Regions from separate parts of the Oryctolagus cuniculus genome. Here region 1 is linked to region 2. A link is a contact called in public Micro-C data. All regions are on one chromosome and are shown on one strand. The core of a region is the stretch at or near the end of the contact, and the rest is flanking DNA. Distances in the headings are between cores, read along the strand shown.

The links. A called contact is a pair of places that touch in the nucleus more often than the background predicts.
Region 1: a Micro-C map of ear pinna shows a contact between it and region 2, with 5 times the contacts expected there. The contact joins the enhancer-like site here to the promoter of DMBT1 in region 2. A contact is called at or near these places in 3 of 6 Hi-C or Micro-C datasets (ear pinna, psoas muscle and an unstated tissue).

What each region holds. Positions count from the first base shown.
Region 1 is chr15:8,704,334-8,707,033 of mOryCun1.1, reverse strand. No RefSeq gene overlaps it. Among named protein-coding and RNA genes, the nearest start is that of PLEKHA1, 28 kb to the right of the region's middle. Within about 2 kb of position 1,378, at least 1 of the 8 cell types and tissues checked has an H3K27ac peak or open chromatin away from gene starts, as enhancers often do.
Region 2 is chr15:8,480,142-8,482,841 of mOryCun1.1, reverse strand. It overlaps DMBT1 (deleted in malignant brain tumors 1), which reads left to right and starts at 1,323. Exons shown (of 33, transcript XM_051824338.2): 1 at 1,323-1,446. The coding sequence starts at 1,389.

The DNA.
Region 1 (2,700 bases), core at 129-2,628, 220 kb before region 2:
GTCGTGGCTGTGGTCTAGCCTGGCTGTTCAGTTTGAAAACTGTTTAAGCAGAGCTGGGGTCACAGAGTTAGGAGCACCGTGTTTGAAAAACTTGCCCAGGCCCTCACAGGGAGCCGGGGTCTGTTTTCAGAGGTGTGTATAGTGTCACTTCTTTAACCAGTAAATATAACGCCTATAAAATAACACATGTTGTCAAAAGAGAAAAATCACAGAGAAGAAAATCCAAGGCTGCTGGCCTTGACAAATTTTGATTTGCATTCAAAATGGGATTATCCATGTCTCCTTAGAACCTGCTCACAAGCTCTCTCTCTCTCTCTCTCCCTCTCTCGTTAAACAGGATGGTTTCTTTAATAGGGAGTGCTGTAGGAGCGGATTTCCCAAAGTTCATGGAAAATGCAGCTAAAAGGTACATTTCTTTTGGTGCAAAAGCTTTTTGCCTGCTTTTCTCATAGTACAGATTTTCCATGACTTTTTGGCAATTCCTTGCATTTGGGGAGGAAGGAGAGGATGTGTTTGCCTCACCTTCAAACTGTGTGACATCAGAAATGTCACCAAGGGACAGTGTCACTGGACAGACGTCTCAGGGCTGGGCATTCGGGGCTCTAGAGAAAGTGGGGTGTGACAGTTAGCAGAGCCCTACAGGGTAACAGGGACAGTGACATCCAGAATCTCTGGAAAGCAGCTCTGCTGGTGTCTGGGGCATGGCTTGGAAGCATCGTAAAACTGGAGAGACACCCACTTCCTGCGGGCAGCAACAATTAACCCCCTGGAACATGAACACTCGTGCACCAGGGATCCTCAAGGGTGAACCTTGCAAAGCAGCAATGCCCACAACGTGTCCCTAGAGCGAGCAGTAAAGACATGAGGGGTCCAAATGCCAGGGTGACCCCCACAGCTGACAGGGTAAGGGCCTTGGGGGTTGGGCACTATCTCCTGCCTTCGAGAAGAGGTGCTAGGACTTGGGGTGATGGGGAGAGGGGCCCCTTGTCATGTCCACCACCTCGCTGTGCAGGGGTGACGATTCTGGCTGGAAATCGCTTCCTGAGCCTCTCTGTGGCGGAGACACAGGTGCCATCTCCCTGACCCCACCCCTCCCCCAGGAGGTAGGTGAATTTTCTACATCTGATAAGAAAGGACCAGGCATTTCCTTGTCCCAAGCTCCAACTCAGGCCTGGCCACTAGCCCGTCTGTGTGCAATCCCTGCCAAGTCTCGCTGAGAAGTCTTGGGGTGCCTAATTCAGGTGTTCAGCAAATACCTGTGGGCCATGCATGTGACAGACCCACGTGCCAAGCACTTGCCGCAGGCAGGCCAGGTCCTCTGAGCGGCTGCTGTCTGCAGGAAATACCATGGGTTCCTCCAGGCGCAGTGGGCCGGGCTGAGGGCTGTCTCCTAAATGGGCCTGGCAGGCCGGGCTTGGTCTCCCAGGGGAGGGGCTGGAGGGAACCAGCGCACGGGTGACGCTGAGCCTGGCTGCCAAGGCTGATTGTGCAGCCTGCGCCCCAACTTTCTGGGGGATCTTGACACAGAAGCTCAAAAGGGACGTAGGGGTTCTCACTGTGAGCCACGTGCCCGATTCTCTTCCTTCCCCGGTGCCCGAGAGCGACCCTGTGACCCCGCTGCCCCGCGCTGGCTTCAGAAGTGGAAACTGACACAACCTTACTTAGCAGCCAGGCGCCTCCTGCCCGTCAGTCGCTGCGGCAATCCCGAGAATCCATCTCTCTCCACTAGGGGGCGCGGTCCGCCTCGCAAAGTTCAGTGGCAGAGCCTCGGAGCGCAGCAGTTGAAAGTAAAATTTGTACATCCCGGTGAGGCTCTGGTTATCCAGATAGCCACAGTATGCACAAGGTCTCTGAACCTAGGAAGCAGAAGTCTGGAGACAGAATTTTTTTTTAAATATATTTGCGCCGGCGCCGCCATAGCTCAATAGGCTAATCCTCCGCCTGCAGCGCCGGCACACCGGGTTCTAGTTCCGGTTGGGGCGCCGGATTCTGTCCCGGTTGCCCCTCTTCCAGGCCAGCTCTCTGCTGTGGCCAGGGAGTGCAGTGGAGGATGGCCCAGGTGCTTGGGCCCTGCACCCCATGGGAGACCAGGAGAAGCACCTGGCTCCTGCCTTCGGATCAGCGTGGTGTGCCGGCCGTAGCGGGGGTGAACCAACGGAAAAAAGGAAGACCTTCCTCTCTGTCTCTCTCTCACTGTCCACTCTGCCTGTCAAGTATATATATATATATATATATATATATATATATATATATATATTTGCGAGAAACAGGCAGAGAGACAGAAAGACATCTTCCATCCACGGGTTCACTCCCCGAAAGCAGAGGTTAGACCAGGCCGAAACTAGAAGCTGGGGGCTCAGTCCAGGTCTTCCTGCATGGGTGGTGGACCTCCCACTTGTGTGGTACTTGAGCCATCATCCGCTGCCTCCCAGGGTGCACGTTACCAGGAAGCAGATGGGAATTGGAGGCAAGACTTGAACCAAGGGACTGACACGGGATGGAGGCATCCCAAGTGGTGTTTTAAGCACTGGACCAAACACTTGCTCTAGACAGAAATTCTTGCGATGATTTTAAAAGCCCTTCTTACAAATGGGAGCTTCTTAAAAGAGAATTAAAAAAAATTTTTTTTGACAGGCAGAATTAGAGAGAGAGAGTTATAGACAGTGAAAAAGAGACAGAGAGAAAGGTCTTCCTTCTGTT
Region 2 (2,700 bases), core at 74-2,573:
CTCACAGATACTAGTCCTGCCAGCACCTTCCTCTGCCAAGCTCAAGGCAGATCTTGCCAGTCTGTCACAGCACTCTTCCTGATGATCCCAGACCTAGCTTCATAACCACTCTGAGCCCCGTGCTGCAGGAACCCACCGATCATCATCGATGCGTGTCTGCTGAGAGGGATTCTCTAGCAGATGTGCAGCCCTGTGTCGTTCTCTCGCGTGTGCTTGGAGGCAGTGAGAGAATGAACAGAGCTGGGAGCATGAGTGTTCCTCAGAAGAACCACAGCAGAAGCTGGGGGGTCACAGGGGAAACTGCAGCTTGAATGATTTTCATCTGGGTGAAGCCGAATGCACCCTTGATCCTGGCTGGTGGCTGACACAAGCCCTAGGCTCAAGGTGCCCTCCAGAAAGAAGCTCGGACACTACTCATTAGCAGCAGGAAGTCAGCGTGTCATCCGCTAGTCCTGGCGTCACAGCTAAGAGGCAGGACACTGCTCATGCCAGATGGGACAACGGGGATGTCCTGCAAAGCTGCCTGCTTCTTACCAACACGCCAGCCGCCCAGCGTGTCTCACTAAACGAGAGCAGGCAGCCTTCTTGGCTGATTGGCAGGGGATTGTCAAAGTCTAGTGATGGAGATGCCATCCAGTGAGGTGCTGGCTGCAAAGCAAACCCGAGGAATGGCATTCTCTGCAAGGTGGGCGAAGGCTGGGGCCCGGCTTCGTGACTTTGCCCAGCTCCAAGCATTATACAGCATGAATGCCAAGGACGAGAACTCCAAACCCTGTGAATTGGTCGCAGGTGGTTCAGTGTGAGGACACATGTTTCTCAGCTCCTGTGCTCTGGGGTTAGTGAGAGTCCCAGGAGACGGTGGCTGGAGCTGGGGCAGACCCGCGGCCTCCACTGACTTGCTCCTCGTGCCCTCTGCTCCCCCGTCACGTCTGCACTGTTGTCATCCTCATTCCTCCGAGGCAGGCTGTACGCACAGGGGCCAGGACAAATGAGCTCTCCCCTTTGGCATGGTGTTCTGTGTTTGCGCAGCAGCCCACATCCTGCTTCCCACAGGTTCATTCAGACTCTCCAAGGCGCAGATCAAGCCCGTGTTCAGGCAGCGCTTGGTAGCCTGGGGGGTGCCCCTAGGAGGAAGCTGGAAATCACACGCCAATGCTGGTGTGTTTGCAGTTGGGCCACGGCCAGGTCATTCAAGCAGCGATCAATCAAACACACCTAAGCTGCTCCCTCAGATTAGCCAGTGACCGTCAGCACAGCCCCTCACTTCCTTGAGATTGATTTATGGCAGCGATAGGGTGATTATGCCACCTCAGAGGACACGCCTCCTCTCACCCAGGAACCCATAAATACCAAGGAAACACCACTTAGGTGCAGAGGAAGCCAGCACCATGGACATCTCCACTGTCCTCGCACTCAGTCTGTTATGGGGTCCAGCTCTATCTCAAGGTATACGTCTAATTGTATTCATGACCTTCCCTCCTGCGAACCCGGCCGTGGCGAGTGATAGCTACTTGTTCCACCTCGAGGGTGATTCGTGGTTGGTATTCGTGGTGGCTGGCAAGTGTTTAGAAGGAACAGTGCTTTCTAATTTTGCTTTTGACTGAGAAGGACAGAGGGTTGTAGTTAGACCACACCAATCATTACGTATGATGAAGGAGAGGAAATGATTGCTTGGGCTTAGGAGAATCCTTGAGGTTCAGGGAAGAGGGATGCTTACTGATCAGAAGCCTCGACTTTGTCCTTGTTGGTTAAGTACATGCTTTGTGTGTTCTGGAAACTGGCAGAAGAGGCTCCCCTGCAAACGCCCGCCATGCGCCTTCCTCCTGCAGCCGTGTCTGGCTTGAGACCAGTATTTGCCGAGCGAATCAGGCCAAGTAACTGACACAGACAAGATGATCAGGATCCCAGACCCGTGGCTGTCACTGTTAGACCAGTGATTTGCAGTTGATCCCTCAGGCCTGGCTTTGTGTTCTCAGAGCGTCCGGTGGTGACGGGGACAGAGCTGGTGGGGAGGCCCGGTGACTGTTGAGTCTCAGTGTCAGTTTACTGAGATTCTGTGTGAGCAGGACCATTTGCCTTTCTCTCTCTCTCTCTCTCTCTCTCTTTCTCTCCCTTTCTCTCTCTCTCTCCCTCCTTTCCTCTGTCTCTTGGAGGGTACCAAACCATGCCCTGCTGTGGCTGTGTCTCCCCACAGCCTGACAACCCCTGGATTTCAGCTCCCCACATGTTCCTCCTGTTTTCTACCCTTGATTTTATTCTGTTTCCTGGGATAACCTGCACTTCCCCCTTCAGTAGTGCCGGGTCTGGCCGTGGTCCTGTCTCATGCTGTTCCCACTGCCTGGCAGTCTGGCTGTTGCCTGCCTCCAGCTGGCTAAATAGGGTTCCTCTTTCTAAATACTGTGGATCTCAACACATCTACATACATGCAGACACACTCACACAGAGACACATCATAAAGACACACAATAGACAAACATATGCATGTGTATGCACACACTTGTATACAATAAATCATACCTCTCACACAAAGACACACTCACACACACACACTCGTATACAACAAATCATACCTCTCAGACACACAGAGGAGACACACATTCACACATCCAGACACTCACACAGACGCACACTCATCGACAACAAGTCATACCTCTCACACTCACACAGAAACAGGAGACACACAGACACACACATCCACAC